2 separate regions of the Mus musculus genome follow, and region 1 is linked to region 2. A link is a contact called in public Hi-C data. All regions are on one chromosome and are shown on one strand. Each heading gives the region's core, a stretch centred on a gene start, on an enhancer-like site or on the middle of the called end of the contact. The rest is flanking DNA. Distances are from core to core; before and after follow the strand shown.

Region 1 (3,959 bases), core at 384-2,883, 1.1 Mb before region 2:
GAAGGGACTGCTCAGGGCTTAGGAAAACTCACTGCATTTCCAGAGGACCTGAATTCAGTTCCCGGCCACCGTTTTAGACAGCTCACAACTGCCTCTGCATCTGGCTCTGTGGGATCTGATGCTCACTTCTGACCTCAATAGGCACTTGCGTGCATGCAGTCCACACAGCTCAATAGGTACATAAATAAAAATAATTAAAAAGAGAAATCTCGGGAAGCTGAGCACATTTCTTTGTTTACTTCTAGACATCAGTATCACCTGCTTGGAGTAGAAGGAATGGTGCTAAAAGTGAGGTGGCTGAGCCTGTCAGCAGGACACGTTACCCTATGGCCTTTTGAGCATTATGTATCATTTAATGTATCATCTATTAGGCCATCTGTAAGACATGGATGATGACAGGAAGGATTCATTGGCTGGCTTTGTTTGTTTGCTTGCTTGCTTATTAAAGAGAATGCTGGCAACAGGTGCTTCTTGTTCCAGACATACAGCTAGACTGTTGTCCCATCCTCATTTCACACATGAGGAATGCAGGACCCAGTGGGAACAGGTGACTCACCCACCCTCAGACAGGAAGCCAGGGCACAGCTGCCTGACAGAAGTTCAGTGTTGCAGGGATCCCAAGGGCCAAGACTCAGGGTGAAATCAAAGCTGTGTGATAGCTAACACCAAATGTCAATTCGACCAGAACTTGAGTCGGTATGGAAACGATCCTTTAAATAAGTCTAGATTTGGTTCATTGAGGTGGAAAAAGACACCCTGAAAGTGGAAGGTATGATTCTATGGGCTGGGGTTTCGATTTGAATGAAATGAGAAAGTGAGGTTGAACATCTTTCATTATGCCTGCTTCCTGATTACAGATGTAATAGGACGCATCGCCTCCTGCACCTACCCTGCCACCATGGCCTGTGTACTCTGGAACTTTAGGTCTAAATTCATACTTCCTCTGTAGGTCACTTTAGCTGGGAATTTTATCACAGCAGATAGAAAAGCTACTAGCGTAGGTTGGAAAGGAAATGTGGAGCAAGTAGTGAACCTGTGTCAGTCAAAACCACCAATGTCAAACACATGGTGCAGGTAACTTTTCCCTCACTGCCTGTCCCCTATGTCTATCAAATGGAAATTATGCATTTGTCATTTTCAATCACCTGACTATATAGTTTTCCAGGTCCCATCTACTCAGCTCAATGACCTTAACACACACCAAAACATGTACTGGTAAAAAACATTTTATGTTGCTATCCTCCAGCGATTAGATCTATCGATGTCATCGTCTCTCCTATGTGCTTTCTAAGTTCAGGGGCTTACGTTGTGCTGGACAAGCATCCAAGTGACAGCAGATGTAGTTGGCCTTCCTGAGCTTGCTTCATTCTACCTCCCATGGTTGGAGTTCCCATCTTTCCGTAGTCTCTGTTTCTTGCCTCCCTGTTTCCACAGCATACAGAGTCCAGACCTTTAATGGCACTCAGGCTCCGACACCGGGTCCCATTCGTTCATTCCAATTTTCCATGTTCTTCTTCCTCACATATACACTAAATTTTAAGCTATACCCAGACTCAGTGTTAAAGTCTAAATTCAGGAGGCCAAACTGGCTTGTCTACCTAGTAGGAACCACTAGAATGTTCCTCTGTTCTGCCACACCCTCTCAGTCTCAGACTTGCCCTGTTGAAAGCATCACCTTCCTCGTAGTTTCAAAACACGTGCCCTTGCCTTCCTCCTACCTCCTTAGATGGCCCTTTGCCAATCTCTCTCTGTGCCCTGGAGTGTGAGCCTGGAGGAACAACTTGCATTACTTGAGATGAAATTAGATGCAGATGCTAGAAGGGAGTAATACTATAGAAAGAAGCAGAAGAAAAAAACAAACCAAGCATACAAACAAACCACCAGCTTTTGGCTTCCGATGAAAGTATGTCTACATAGCTTCAAATCAGAGCTGTGCGGCTGGTTCTCCAGAGTAGCACCTGGAACGCTGTTTACCAACCCTTTCTCTTGTCTGTTCAGTTGCTTGCGATGCTTTGAAGTCTGCAAAAACTACTATCTCCAATCAGAGCTGGGTTTCCTCTCCAGACAGGAAGACTGCCCTTCAACAGAGAAGCTATGCTTCTATTTGTGGTCTGACTATAGCTATGACTCATCCAGTCAAGCCAGAGGCTGTTTTGATCCTTCGCTGTCCAGAGTCTGTTTACAGTTGTAATTTTCTCTCTTTCCTTTCGTCTTGCTCTCTCCACTCTTCTGAATTATCAGAAGAGTCATACACATTTGACAAGTAGAACCTGTACAGGAGAGAGTATTACAAGTGAACACACTTTCTCATGACACCCACAAATAAATGCTTGTGTTTACAGGTCTGATGACGGAGTTCCAGTAATGACTTGGCCTTTTTTTTTTTTACTTGATTAAATATTCCCCTGGGCCTGCCAGTCTGGACTTCGGTTATTTAACGAGGACGTTGGAACACAACCTCAAGACGTCTGCAAAACTGACCTTTTCTTAAGGTTTACTCCCAGAGCAAAGTAAAGCTTGCGTTAGACTGGATGGCTCCGGGATACCAGTTTGTAATTCACGCTCCTCAAATCCCACCAGAACCACGGAGAACCATGGGGCATATGATGGAAATTCCACGTTGCACTTGGAGAAATGGAAATTAAAGAGGAGAAGGCAACTTGTCACAAGTCACAAGAGTAGTCACAACACAACAGTGTCTCACTGAAGGGCTTGCACTGAACATCGATCAGCTCGAGGTTGACTGTCCACAGTGTACAAACTTCCTGGGTCATTTTATGGCACTGCTATGCACTCTCTTCTCTTCTGCTCAGGAATGTCACTGGCTAGAGGGACCATGGACCAGAGCAGGTAAAATGAAAGACAAGCACAAAACTGACCTATTTTTTTAAGAGCTGTCTTACTGTTAGACTTGGACACGATACAGAACACTCTTAAGAGCCATGAGTGATCTGAAAGTGTACCACCTCAGAGGCGCCACACCTACCTCCTCTCCTCTAGACCTTCATTTTCAGACCATTCTCTACAGTAGAGTTAATTCACACTTACATGAAGTTTGAAGGAGAAACCAGAATCACCAAGAACATTTTAGCTATAAGGACTTTGTTCTGCTTGGGAGAATTATTGTATCCCAACTATGACACCTTATTTTCTTCAAAATAGAATTCAGCTGACACTTCTCAACTCTAATATTAAAGATTATCCTTTGGTACAAATTTTGCACAAGCTCACTGTAGACCATTCAGAATGCACACATATATTTTTTACACAGAAAGAAAATAATTTGTAAACCAAAGATCCCTATTTGCTACACCTATATTTAGTTAGAATCAAATTACAATAATTTGTAATTGTGTTATAAGAGATCTCCAGATCATTGAAAAATAAAATGTATACATGCACAGCCACACACATGAAATTCCCCAGTAGAAAGCCCTGAACTTTAAATGTAATCTTTTATAGAGTAGACATGGCTTATCAACAGCTGCCCTTTTGTCACCTTCAGGGTTAAGATCGATCGTGTTGGAGGGTCCCTGAGATCCTTCTCCTCAGCTACCACAAAATAAGTAAATAAATAAAAAAGGAAAAAACAAAAACAAAAGACAAAACCGATGAACTAGCTGAGGGTGTTATTGTCACATTTTAATTATTGCACTGCAACAAAGTGAAGAATTTGAAAGGCTTGGGCAACATGGGATAGATGGTTACTCTGCTTGCAGATGTGGAGCATTTCAGGAATTGCAGCAACTGCGGAAGTGGCAAAAGGGAAAGTGGAAACCCTCCAGAGTCAGACACGTTAGGTCCGCTGGAGCTTCAAATCCTCTGCTCAGTATCCAGCATCCTTACTAAAAGTGCTGTATGCCGCTGAGTCTCAACGTCCTCTTCTCTCAAATGCAGGCTCCTGAATCCCTTCCTGTTCCTCAAACTCAAGCCACCGCCTGCATTATATCAGAGTATAA
Region 2 (4,404 bases), core at 42-2,541:
CCCTTGAGAGACCAATGGGATCATCAAGGATGTCTCTACTGCCCATCGTAATAACACTACAGGATGCTTATCTTTCATGGTCTAGGACCAAGTTGGAGGACTAATATATATCTGTAGTCCCCTCTCTCGTAGACCTATGAAGTCTTATTGATAATGGTGCTTTCCTCTTACTTATTTTACCATGGAAGTCAGGTGGCTGTTTTTGCCTAACAGTACTGCCATCCTGGGCACTCAGGCTGCAGAGCAAATACTTTGAATTCAGCAGTTACTCATGCACAGAGTGCTGGAAATGCAAGCAGCACTAAATTTAATAGCATTTCTTCATCTTTAGAGTAATGAAAACTGAGGCCTAGAGGGGTTGTGTAAATGTAATTATCCATTAGCCATTAACCTTGACCTGCATGATCTTAAGACTTAAAAGGTCAACAGATGTCTAGAGCTTTAGATTGTGGGCTACAGTGCACTAAAGAATTATACATAAGGTTTGATGGAAGTTACCGGAAGACTGGACTTGGGAACCATATCACTGAGGTGTAGATTTCTCACTGTTACTGCGCAGGCCCATCTTTCCACTCTCAGTAGCTCTGGGTCCTGTCATCTCTAAAGTGTGGAGGGTAAGGCTTGTATGACTGATCTCAGAAGTTCTGGTAAGCATCAGGAGAGAGAAAGGATGTGAAAGTTGTTTGTACTTGCTATGTAAGTGCAGGAATCCTTCTTCCTGCTAACAGGTTGATGCTGCAGGCAGAGCTCAGAGGATGTGTCTGTTTTCAGTGGCCTCTCTCCTCCTGAGGGTACTTTGCATGAATCTGTCCGCAGCGTTCATCTTTTAACCGCTGTCACGAGCTAACAAGGTGTCAGTCACTCTCACCGAGCCACTTATCGTATGGCATGGGATAACCGAACCTACAGCCACACTCACAAAGAGCTGAGGTGACCACTGAGGGAAGAGGGAAGTTCTGAGCTTAGCCATGCTCTCAAGAGATATTTAGATATTTGACTCATTATTATATATATATATCCAACACACCTTCCACAGTCTGTGCTGTTTACACTGAAAGCGAAAAAGTTGAAAGGGAAGAATCCTGCAATAACACAGCAAAAGAAACGGGGGCGTGAGGGGAGACAAGGACAGGGCTGATGAAGCCTCGGCATCTTATCTCTGGACTATAATTGACGATCTGAATGTTAGTATGAGATCTAAAGTGAAATGAATCGGTGGTTTCAGTTCCGGATATGGTATGCAAAGAAAAAAAAAAAAAAAAAACCTTGCTCTTTGAAATTCAGCACTTCCTTGTCTGTGCTTCAGGAAGCCACACGCCTGGTGTTGAGTGTGGAAACTGACTCATATCTGGCCCTTTGAGATTAGCCTCTCCAGCCCCCCCCCCCCCAGACTGTGGGCAGGATCTGGGGCCTAATGGGAAACCAGAATGGGGTCTGGCCTAATCTGGATCAGACACAACATCATTGGTACACATGCCTTTCAAGGTCCTTCCACATGGTTCTAGAGGCAGTGGCTCTTCTGGGCCATCCCCAGAGCATTGACGGTGCACTTGGCAGTGGGTAAGTGACCTGAGATGGAAGGAAACAGAATCACAAATGCAGTGCCTCCCAGCACTGTACTGTCATGTTAAAGGAAACCAGAGAACTGAGCCACTTGGTGGAAGTGCCTGGCCCTGAGATCTTATCATGTGCCTTCCCACCAAAAAGCCTCAACAATTAACAGCCATTTTCCCCTTTGACTGTCCCAACAAGCTTCTGTATGATAGTTAGGGGTTAGGGACAGGGAGAAGTAATTTGCACTTATTTAGAGTTTATTGAGAAGGAAGAAGCTTATCAGAGACTATAGCATGAAACCCTGGGCAGGTGGCAGGGAGCTCGGGTCTCCTGCACTCAGCCATAAGTGGTTTCCAGGCATTTTACAGACCGTCTCAAGACGGGAAAGGCCCACTAAAACAGCATATCTGTTTGGTTCTAGTTTTCATGTTCAAAAATATCTTGCCCAGGAGGAGGGTGAAGGTGCTGGCTTAAAAGAGAAGTCAATGGGAGACAGAGTGCAGAGAGAAAGAACCAACAGAACCCAGCTCAGCAGTAGAAGGTCCAAGGTCCTTTTTGACCTTTGGCTAGACACTTAATCTCTCTGACCTTCCCTGACCCCATCAGTACAGTGCAATTGCTACTTACAAAATGAGATCATGCATGGGGAAGTATTTGTTTTATGGATGGAAAGCGCCATGCAAAGATTCATCATTAGTCTTTTGAATATTAATGGTTAACCTGTGTTGCAAATGAAGGTATAGCCACCACCCCAGAATGAGGACTGATCTTCCCACCTTTCTTTCCTAAGACAGATCAGTCTGCACTTTTTTTTTTTTTTTTTTTTTACCTACATGCTCCTTACTTCCAAAATGGGTATCCTGATCAGAAAAGCAGAGTGAGAAGATTAAGACCTTGTCCCGGAAGATGAGAAGAGTTAGAAGAAGAAAATCCACAATAAGAATAATTTTAATGAGGCACGTAGCATGTGTTTGAGATCCTTGGCAGCTCAAACAAAAGAAATGGGGGACGGATCGCATTATGCAGCTGCCTTTATCCACTAAAGAAAGAGCAGTTATGAATCAGGGTCAGCCAACTCCTTCCTAGTCATAAGCATGCCAAGAAACATGCATTCTTGGTGAAGGGCTATCAAAGTTAAGTGATAGAATCTTTAAAAGGAGACACATGGAGGGGGATGCTCCAATCTGAGCAGTAGGTGACATCCCCCCCCCCACCGCCGTGAATTTGTGTGTACCTTTCTAGAACGACACACACAAGCAACACAAGCAACACAGTGGTTGCTAGAAGGAGCAGGCTTAAAAACAGCAACAACAATTAAAAAAAACAAAACAAAACAAAACAGTGAAAATCAGCTTGCTCTCTGTTCCCAGGCTAGGGAGCTGCTGGCCAAGGTGTTTATAGAGCTTTTGTGGGGAGGGGGACAGTGAAATAGGCAAAGCAGTGTATGTAGTGCCTTGCACAAGGTCACTTGATGTCTCTGAAACTGATTGTGTATTCTGAGCTCCTTAATAGGATTTTGTAGGTCACAGTGTTCTAGGCACGGCTCCCTGTTGATGTACATCTCTCATGTAAGATTTAGATCACCTCTTTTCGGGCAGAGCTCCATGGAAACACCGCCCATGATTTCTGAAATGGAGCCTGACTGGGTCCCCATAATGCCAGGCTGCCGTGGTCAGCAATCTCTGCTGCTGACACACACTGGACACTTGGCAAGCCAGAGACTACTAGTATCTAGTCACTGTAGCTTATTGTTACTCTCATGTTAAAGCAAGTTCCTGTTTCTATAAAGTAGCCAGGCAATGGAGTATTCTAGGCAAATGGAAAATTCTGGTTCATCTGGTTACCATCCATATCATTTGAGATTCTTGGTTTCCAAAGACATAATTACAACACACTTTGCTGAACGCTAAAATGATAGTGTGACTTAAGCTTTCTTTGGTGATTCACAAGGCGCTTCGGGGTCTGTCAGCACCCGATAGCATAATTACCTTCTTAGCTCCTCATTTTCTAGGACCCAGAGTGGAAATGTAGAAAGCGTGGAAACCTGGGAGGTAACTATAGGACACCCCAACCAGACCGTTGACATTGCTGGCCCTGGAGGCGTGTGTTATCTTTTAGTTTGTTGACAAACAAAATTGCAGCATCAGACATTCTATATATTGCTGGGTGTATTGTTGGTTTTTGCATTACTAATACTCTTCTTCTCAAGAGTAACGAGGAATCAGGCCACAGTGACTCATACCTGTAATTGCAGCTCTTAATAGGCTGAGGCAGGAGGATTTTCAAGAGTGAAAGGGAAGTTTGGAATACATAATGTGTTCCAGGCTGGAACTCTCTGGTGATCTGGACCTGGTTTCTCTTTCTGAGTTTCAGAATGAAGGGTCTCTGGTCTCCAATACTTATTCCTCCTGCCTTTGATCCTGGGCCTGGAAACCTGCTGCTTGCAGGAGACACCAGTGGCTGGGATCACAGTCTAGACTGAAGGCAAGACTCTGTAAGATTCCAGGGTCTGTCAGACCCTGCTGCCCTGCTGGAGCAGTACATCGGGTGTCCTGGCTTCTAGATTGTACCTTTACTGTTCCAGGTGACTTCTCAGAGAAATCTGAATGTGGGTCTGTGTGTGAACATTTTCCTATTTTCTACAAAGAGACTTCATCACAGAGGCTCCGTAGAGGAAGTCATTGCGGTTCCGTGTCCAGTCCTCCGTGAGGGTGGAGCTACTGCCAAACGTCTTCTGCTAGTGGTCCTCTAGGTAAGAATGAGATGCAAGTCCACAAGCTCTCCAGTAGTCTCCAATTCCTGCAGTGCATTCTAAACTGTGGATGTTGGCATTTGGGGATAGCAACAGGG

What was found. Hi-C and Micro-C count contacts between places; a contact is called where the count stands out from the background.
Region 1: a contact with region 2 is called in a Hi-C map of B cells, with 2.8 times the contacts expected there. The contact joins two enhancer-like sites. A contact is called at or near these places in 1 of 15 datasets of contacts at CTCF or cohesin (large pre-B cells), 7 of 484 Hi-C or Micro-C datasets (B cells, Th2 cells, bone marrow-derived DN3 thymocytes and 3 more) and 2 of 115 datasets of contacts at active chromatin or transcription factors (T-cell acute lymphoblastic leukemia and large pre-B cells).

Annotation. Positions count from the first base shown.
Region 1 is chr16:25,247,140-25,251,098 of GRCm38.p6, reverse strand. No RefSeq gene overlaps it. Among named protein-coding and RNA genes, the nearest start is that of Tprg, 38 kb to the left of the region's middle. Within about 2 kb of position 1,633, at least 81 of the 459 cell types and tissues checked have an H3K27ac peak or open chromatin away from gene starts, as enhancers often do. A contact at or near this core is called in B cells, Th2 cells and bone marrow-derived macrophages, where this site is marked.
Region 2 is chr16:24,148,433-24,152,836 of GRCm38.p6, reverse strand. No RefSeq gene overlaps it. Among named protein-coding and RNA genes, the nearest start is that of Gm32126, 8.9 kb to the left of the region's middle. Within about 2 kb of position 1,291, at least 134 of the 459 cell types and tissues checked have an H3K27ac peak or open chromatin away from gene starts, as enhancers often do. A contact at or near this core is called in B cells, Th2 cells and bone marrow-derived macrophages, where this site is marked.